2 separate regions of the Ovis aries genome follow, and region 1 is linked to region 2. The links are chromatin contacts, called in public Hi-C maps. All regions are on one chromosome and are shown on one strand. Each heading gives the region's core, a stretch centred on a gene start, on an enhancer-like site or on the middle of the called end of the contact. The rest is flanking DNA. Distances are from core to core; before and after follow the strand shown. Region 1 holds the start of CLMN (calmin). Region 2 overlaps CLMN (calmin).

Region 1 (4,381 bases), core at 1,847-4,346, 87 kb after region 2:
ACTCCTGCCTCTCTGGACTAGAACCAAGTTCAGATGATCGAGGCCCCCACCTATGGCCTACATGTCACCCAGACACGTCCAGGGCTGGCCGACACCCACCAGCTGGTTTGGGCAGATGCTCTAAGCGCAGTGAAGGCTGCCTTCCAGACCTGGCCCTTTGGCTGGACTTCCTGAGCACCAGAGAGACCAGGAGAGAAAACAGCCGTTTAGCATCCTCAAGAGATAGGGATGCCAAGAGAAAGATGGAGAGAGACAAGACAGATTCCTGTCCCCCCTCCTCTTCCAGCCTCTTCTCAGCGATGCTGGGCAGGGCTGGGCAGAGCTGTACAACTATAGGCCAGCAACTCCACAGCAGCCCCCAGGACTGACAGCTCCAGCCCTCCAGGACAGCCTGAACTGCAAACAACCCAAAGGTGCCTCACTGAAGAACACATCAACAAACTGTGGTACATCCATACAGTGGATGAGTCCTCGGCAAAAACAAGGAAGTACGTTCTGCCTGATCTCGGGCTAGGAGCGCGACTGACATAGCGAGATGGCTGGGCACGGGGGACCTTTAGCAGGTAATGAAAGGGTTCCCCAGCTGCGTTGTTAGGATGTTTGCAAAACCCTGCAGATTTACTAAAAATCACTGACTTATAAACTTAGTTTGAATTTTATGATATGTAAATCATACTTCAATGAAGTAGTTTTTTAAAAAACTTTAAGAAAGGAACTACTGATACAAGCAAGAAAGTGATACAAGTACCAATATAATGTGGAACAACAAAAAAGGCCATTTCAAAAGAGTACATACACTGTACTCTTCAATTTTGTAAGAAATTCTAGAGGCAAAACTATAGCAATAAAGATTAAAATAGTAGTTGCTTTATTGAGGTGGGGGTGGTGGGAAGGGAGACAAAACATCCATCTGGGTACTAGAAAATTTCTACACCATGATCTTAGTAATGGTTACACGTGTGTATCCACTCATGAAAATATGTTGGGCTTGTCCTTGAGATTAATGCATATTTCATATACACATAATAAACATAAATAACACACACAACATTAAAAGTTTGTTTTTTAAAAACAGCAAAGCCCACTGATGCTCAAACTGTAATTGGCAATTCAGTAGAAGTGAGGGCAGTTCACTGGGAACTGAGAGAGAAGAGTCCACTCAGTGAGCTCCTACTCAACCCTCAAGATCCATTTCAAATTGCCCCCATTCAGCAAAGCCCTCTCTCACCGTTCCCAGTGTAACTAGCTGCTCATATTGTTGAACATCCCTTCACAAGTTGATATCCTTCACATTGACAGTTGAGGAGTGCAGGGAACTGTTGCACCAAGATTTGGTTGGTATGTGCTTATTAAACATCCACTGATTGCCTCACACACACATACACCCCCGACAGCCCAAACTAGATGCCATCTCAGCAAAAGATACTAACGCCCATTCCCAAAACAGGATGTCTGTTCTCAGGCAACAGGACCCAGATGTGAGACTTATCGAAAAAGATGATTTTCAGTATCTCCAGCTCAATCCTCCTTGTTTTACACCAATCACAGCAGAAAAGGTTCAGGGGAGCCCAGAACAAACTCGATTTCCAGTGTCCAGTGCACAGGGCTCCCTTCCTCCCCACTTCAAGTCACCTCTGCCTACACTGTCCCTGCCCAGCCTAGGGGTGGAGCAGACCATGTGGGCTCCCAGGAAATATTCTACCAGGTGTAATGTTTAATTAAACTTGACTGCCTGGTCACCCCTTTCAAGACTGCACCCTGCCCACTTGGAATGAGAGGGGGGACCCACCACCCCACCCCATTACCTCTCTGTCCAGGCCTCCCAGCTCTCTCTGAGTCACCCCCTAACCACAGAATCTCTAGAAATCCAAGCCTGAAGAGGAAGCTGCTAAACTTCCCTGCCAGGGTCTATATGAGTGAAGAGAGCCCAGAGGTGAAACTCGGTCCAGTTCGGCAGAGTTCATATGTGAAAAGAGATAGGCTGGAAGTACACCTCCACAAAAAGCAGCTTTCTTTGGATGTGTGGTGCATGAATGGGTTACCAGGAGGAGACTGTGGGTGAAGTTTTTCCTTTAAATATGTTTGTGCTTTCTAAGTTTCCACAATGGACAGACTCCTCGGGAAGATAAAGACTCTTCATCTGTGGCGGGAGACGCCCCACCGCCCCCCGCCCCCCGCCCCCCTCCCAGCCCAGGTCAGACTTGCTGGCTCCCAAGCTTCTCTTTCACCTTGTCCCAAGATACACACAGGTCCCAGCGTCCCGCGCCGCGGGCGGGCCTCTCGCCCTTATCCCACCCCCCGCCGCAGCTCCCGGAACAAAGCGGTATCTTGACCCCACGGATCCGCGCCTCTGACCTCCTTCTCCTCGGCCACAGCGAGGCGCCGCCCCCCATTCAATTCCCCTAGCCCTGGAGGTACTTAGGAACTATGTTCGAACACACACACACACACACACACACGCAAACGCACTTTCTCCTCCCCTCCCTGACCTGGGCCACCACCCCCAAGAGCCCAAGTACAAACTTCTCCAAACTCGCAGCTGTGGCTGGAGGGGGAGTCGTGACGTCCCTTCCACAAAGCAAATGGGATGCCCCCCACCACACACACACACACACACACACACACACACACACACACACACACACACACACACACGTGTGCCACCCCACTCCCGGGTCCCTGTTCATCTGGCCCGGGGGCGGCAATGCCCGGGTTTGAGGGCCGGTGTCTCTCCGCCATACCCCCGCCCCCCGCCAGGGCCCCCAGTAAGTGACAGGACGGAGACAGGAGCGGGCTGGGGGCGGCGCGGGTCGGAGCTCGGTCGGTGGGGGCGGGGAGCGGCCCCTGGGGCGCCGGGCTCCCCCCGATCGGCGCCCCTCTCCGGGGAGTCGGGGGCGCGCTACCTTGCAGGTTCTGGACTCGGATGTCGCTGATCTGTCCGATGAGCTCCTCGCGCTGGAACCAGTCCCATTCCTGCGCAGCCATGAAGCGCGGGCGGGAGGGCCGGGGCGCCGCGGCCGGGCGCGGGCGGCGGGCGCGGAGAGCCGGGCGGGCGGGCGTGCGAGCGGCACGCACCCGGCGAGGGCGCCGCGGAGCCGGAGGAGCGCGGGCGCGGGCGGGGCGCGGGCGGGGCGGGCGAGCGCGCGGCGGGCCGCCCCCGCCGCGGGCGGGCAGCGGGCGGGCGCGGGGCGGCGGGTGCGGGGCGCCGGGCGAGCGCTCACTCCCCCATCCGGGGGCGGGGGCCCGGGGGGCCGAGGGGAGGGGCGGGGCGGGGCGGGGAGGGAGGCTGGACTCCGGCCGGTTTCTTTCCTTTTTTTTTTTTTTTTTCCGGGGTGTTTGTGGCTGGGATTGTGTGGTTGCAAAAGGGTTGGTGATGAGGCGCGGGGTCCCTGCCCCCAGATTGTGATGTTTCAGCGGGCGGCGAGTCGCGTGACGCCACCCCGCGGGTCCCTGATACGCCCTCCACCCTGACTCCCAGCGCCTCCCCCCACCCCGCTCCCGTCCCACCTAGGACCCTGACAGGCACACCCTTGTATCCCAGGCCCCTTGCCCCCGCTCAGTTCGGGGAGGCAGCCCCCGACGGAGTGGGGGCGCCCCAAGCCGTGCCCATCCGCCCCTGGGACGCTCGGGCACCGGCCAGGGCCTGGGAAAGGGGCCAGCGAGTGTGCAGATGGAGTCTGGGGGTTCTCTCTCCAGATTTCTTTTCAGGGTTTGGATATTGGGAACCTGTTCCGCGGGGATCCAGTACAGAAGTAACCCCAGATTCTAGGAAGGAGGGGAAAGCGGCCAACACTAGGGCACCTCAGTCTCCAAGCGACCCTCTCTGGGGCTTTACTGAAAACGAAAGAGTATGGACTTTTCCGTGGGGTGTGTGTGTGTTTCTTCCCTGTTTCTTTTGAGTCTTGAGAGTTCCAGGATCTTATTTGGGGCGCACAACTCATACCTTAGGCAGAATACTTTATTGGCTTTTCAAACACAGAAAAGAAAAAAGAGGCACTGGAGTCCTGGAATTTGCCAAAGACTGGAGAGGGAGTTAGGGACGTGAGGTCCCTGCCCCCAGCTCAGTACTCTGACCCTTTCCAGAAAACAAACAGACACACAGAGAAAGAGAGGGGAGGAGAATGGCGTATATATGAGATATTCCAAGAGAGGAAAAAAAACAGGCCGGGCTCAGTGAATATTTATACATATGGGCCACGTTCATCATTGCCACATTCATGTGGTTGAAATACTAGAAACCTCGGTGGGCTACTCCCTAATTAAGAAATAACAATGAAGCCCTACCCATGCACAGACCCTGTGCCCTTGAGGCAGGGCCCTCAGGTAGATTCCTGGGAATGGTGGCCAGCCAACAAACAAGGAAATGAGACAATTACAAACA
Region 2 (4,217 bases), core at 10-2,509:
GAGGGCTTTTCACCCAGAGTAACTGATGAAACTTAATGAAAGGGGAACTTTGGAAATTGTATCTCTCTGGGGCCATTCCCTCCCATTTTTGAAGGACACAAAGCAGAGTTCAAAACACACAAAAAAGGCTAATTTAAGTCTGGAAAATTCTATCAAAGAGGACAGAATTACGTGATTTTCCTCTGGCTGTTAGCCCCCTTCCCTTCCTTGCTTCTGCCATATTCTGAGTGCTAAGAACAAGTTTTACACCCTGACATGCTCACTGTACTCTTTTTAAAATTAGAGGGTAATTGCTTTACCATATCGTGATGGTTTCTGCCATACATCAACCTGAATCTGCCATAGGTATACATATGTTCCCTCGCTCTTGAACCATGCCCCACCTCCCACCACATCCCACCCCTCTAGGAGTCACAGGGCCCTGGCTCTTCACTGTACTCTTGTCCCCCAAAGTGAAAAGGAAAACGTCAACTAAATTCTGAACACCTGAGAGCCACTCAGCATTTCTTCCCTTCCCACGCCCAGGCATCCACCGGAGTTTTCATCCTGATGGAGCTGGAGGGGCTGGTGGGCAAGGAATCAGGGACTGCATCTCGCCTGATGGATTAGCTGTATCTCGACTGATGGAGCTCCGTTAACATTTCAACTTGTTCCATCTGACTGTCTTAGCAAGGACCCCTTTACCAGTGTCTCTTGTGACCAGCACTAGACTTCAAATCATGTCTTTTTTTTTGTCTCAGGGAAGGCTCTGTGAACAAGATGTGTTTCAGATACTTACATTGCTATCTTCCAAAAACTTAAGTGCTTTCGCTATGTTGTTTAACCGAAAAATACGATGGGATGAGGATTTGTACTCGTGCAGCTGTAACACAGAACAGGACAACACAAGCAGTTAAGCCCAGACAGGCACTCGGGTCCCGGCGGTAACACTGGACGCGCTTGTCTTTTTCTTTACCTTTTTCACATGAATCTCAAGAGAAGGATGGTGCTCACAGCAGAGCCTGCATGGACCACATCCAAACCCATGCACGGGGCCCTGGGACACACAACCGTAGTCTCAGGGGTCCCCAAGGTTCGCCTTATTTATGGTTTCTGGGACCAAACTCACTTGTGTTAGTGAGGGAGGGGAACTCAGGGATTAAATAGGGAGCAGATTTGTCAGATTTCCCTCTCTGACCCAGCTCCTGGCTTTTGATACACCTCCCTCCCCCAGAGACCATCGGTGACATGCTCTCCTCTCTGCGCTGATGCTGTTTGTCAAGGCAGAGAGCGCCAGCCGGGAGCGTCACCCACAGCTGCTAAATCATCCAGCAAACCCTCCCCGGCGGCCACAGATGTTTCTGATTTCTGGCCAAGGGCTTGGTGGACATGTGTCCCACATCAGAGAGACAGAGGGAGAGAAAGATAGGGACAGAGACAGAAACACAGAGAGACAGAGACACCAGGAAAGAGACAGACACAGAGAGACACAGAGAAACCCAAAGAGGAAGAGAGAAAGCGGCTTGCAGAAGCAAGAACTCTGACGATGCTCGCTGCACACGCTAGGAGCACCGGCAGAGGAAACTCATCCTGAAACAGAAGCCCGCCCCTGCCCCTTTGGGTGAGTGCTTCACACTAACAGGCAAGCCAGTGGGTATCCCTTGTACACGGTATGAACTGCCAGGTGAACTCACAGGTGAGGTCTTGGCTGTTCTCGGCTGGACTCCCGGATCAAACACTCCCAACAGAGCCTCCCTTCCCACTGAGGCTATAGCAGCTCCCAATCAGTGCGCAGGCAACAAAGTGGGAGCCTGGGCTACTGGCAACACAGAACCAGGGACTAGAATATGCTTTTTCAGGAAGCCTTTGAGGACTATGCTGCCAGCCCACAGTGAGATCTGTCAAGAAACCAAGTACTCTTTCTACCACAGTGGGTCTACCATTCATGAGAATTCATTCATGTCACTTGGTACAGCCCCCTTGGGGGTGGCTACTGGAAAAAGAAAGGCAAGAAAGAGGTGAGGGGTTGCGTAAGACTCTAGCTGCCTTAGAACTGAGAACTGAAGCTGGAGCTCTTGATTTTAAACCCAGAGTTAAGAGCAAACCCAGAGAGGTCTGCATTGGCTGAACTGTGGTTTGGTAGAGCTGGGGCCCTACAGAGACACTTTCATATCAGCCACACTGGGTCATGTAGGCCAAACACTGGACTCTAGAGCCCGTTTCTCAAAATTGACACCTCTGGTACTCTAACCAGATCCTTGGACCCCCCTCCGCCATCAAGGAATATCTGGCAGTGCCTGGGGACATTTTTGGTTGTCACACCTGTGGTGCTACTGGTATCCAGTGGATAGAAACCAAGGATGCTGTCACACATCGGCACTGACCAGGTCAGCCAATGCAGGGGACACGGGTTCATTCCCTGGTCCGGGAGGCTTCCACGTGCCTCGGAGCAAATAAGTCCATGCACCACAGCCGCTGAGCCCATGCTCTAGAACCCCTGAGCTGCAACTCCTGGAGCCGACGTGCCCTAGAGCCTGTGCCCACAGTAAAAGAAGCCACCGCGATCAGAAGCCCGAGTACCGCAACTAGAGAAAGCCTGCGTGCAGCAACGAGCACTCAGTGCAATCAACTAAATTATAAATTCAAAATGAAACAGAACGAAATGCCAACAGCGCCGAAGTTGTAAAACACTGCACGGTGAATCCGGGCAAGAGGACTGACGTGCACAAATCAGACAAGGCAACGTGGAGCACTTTGGCAAAGATCCAAGTTGGAATGAACCTCAAGACCAGCTGGTTCAATTCAGTTTCAGCCATAGTCACAAGAAGGTTCTAGAATTCTGTATATCTAGCTTTAGCCACGGGGTGAATTTATAGAATCTGGTTGATAAGATGTCTTTCTCGTCCATATTCCTGAATCTTAGCTCTCATTCTAATTAACTGAATGGCTGGCCAGCTAAACACTCCTGATCCAGTTAACATCTTCAGCTTTGGACTCACAGAAAACATGGGGTATTTGTTGACTTGCTAAGGTATATTTACTTAGTTATACATGATTATATCAGCCTTAGTCGCTGAGAAAGGAATGTCACCCTCCTAAGTGTCCCATCACAGGAACTTATGGATGGCCAGATATATGTACAGACATAGACAACTGTATGGAAAAGAACTACGGGCAGTGTTTTCGTTTAATTTTTACCTCCTCCCAACCCTTCTGGAACATACGTACCAGATTCCGCCCAGACAGGACTTCCAACAAAGCCATTAGGATTTTGCCATCTTGTATATCGACGAATAAATCTTTAACTTCTAGAGGTGGGTTGCACTGCGGAAGAGGGGGAAAGAAAGTGGCAGATCAGTGATCTGAAGAAAAAACCTGCAACATCCAGAGCTGCCTACGGGCATCTGAGGAGGTAGTAACCCTCTCTCCCTGGAGATGGCACTGCATAGGCAGGGGTTGTGCTGGGGAGCCCCCGAGGAGGCTCCGGGTGGAAAAAGCCAGAAGCCCACTGCTTTCCTCTCTGACCTGGGGAGGTCTGAGGGACACCGCGTCCTGTGCACCCAGAGCTTGTCTAGGTGTGGCCTGGAGTCCATGGGGCCAGCAGGAGCCTGTTGGCCAGCTGTCCCAGCACAGGGCTTTGCAAACCATGCTCCCCGCACCCTAGGCTCCAGCACAGCAGCTTCAGGGACCCCTATTGGGGCAGGCGGTTCCAAAAGGAGACTAACCCACTGCATTTCTCTGCCATCAGCTCTTACTGGCCTTTATTTAGAGTTCCAGGTAAGAACTCTATGCTTGCAGAAAGGCTTCTGTTGATTAAACAAACTTGATAAACATTTTAATGCAGGATGGTTAGGACTTACTGAATCTTGGGGGCAAGGGGCCAAGGGCCAGGAACCTGCATTCTTAATTACCACCTCCCTCCCGCCCCACTAGCATGAATGGAGCTCCCCTGGTGGTTTAGTGGTAAAGAATCCACTTGCAATGCAAGAGACGCAGGTTCAATCCCCGGGTTGGGAAGATCCCTGGAGGAGGAAATGGCAACCCACTCCAGTATTCTTGCCTGGGAAATCTCATGGACAGAGGAGTCTGGCGGGCTACAGTACACGGGGTCATGGAGTGTTGGACACAACTTAGCAACTAAACAACAACAACCACCAGTGTGGATTCTTTACTTTTTGGTATTGGAATCTTTGGAAGCATTACAACATTTCAGCTGGGTACCCACTCTCTCTGCTTTT

Evidence for each region. Hi-C and Micro-C count contacts between places; a contact is called where the count stands out from the background.
Region 1: a Hi-C map of hypothalamus shows a contact between it and region 2, with 2.0 times the contacts expected there. The contact joins the promoter of CLMN here to the enhancer-like site in region 2. A contact is called at or near these places in 2 of 16 Hi-C or Micro-C datasets (hypothalamus and liver).

The regions. Positions count from the first base shown.
Region 1 is chr18:57,895,408-57,899,788 of ARS-UI_Ramb_v3.0, forward strand. CLMN (calmin) reads right to left here and starts at 3,097. Exons shown (of 14, transcript XM_042235441.2): 1 at 2,904-3,097. The coding sequence starts at 2,985.
Region 2 is chr18:57,810,257-57,814,473 of ARS-UI_Ramb_v3.0, forward strand. It overlaps CLMN (calmin), which reads right to left. Exons shown (of 14, transcript XM_042235441.2): 3 at 3,208-3,303; 4 at 779-862. Among named protein-coding and RNA genes, the nearest start is that of DICER1, 64 kb to the left of the region's middle. Within about 2 kb of position 1,260, at least 9 of the 54 cell types and tissues checked have an H3K27ac peak or open chromatin away from gene starts, as enhancers often do. A contact at or near this core is called in hypothalamus, where this site is marked.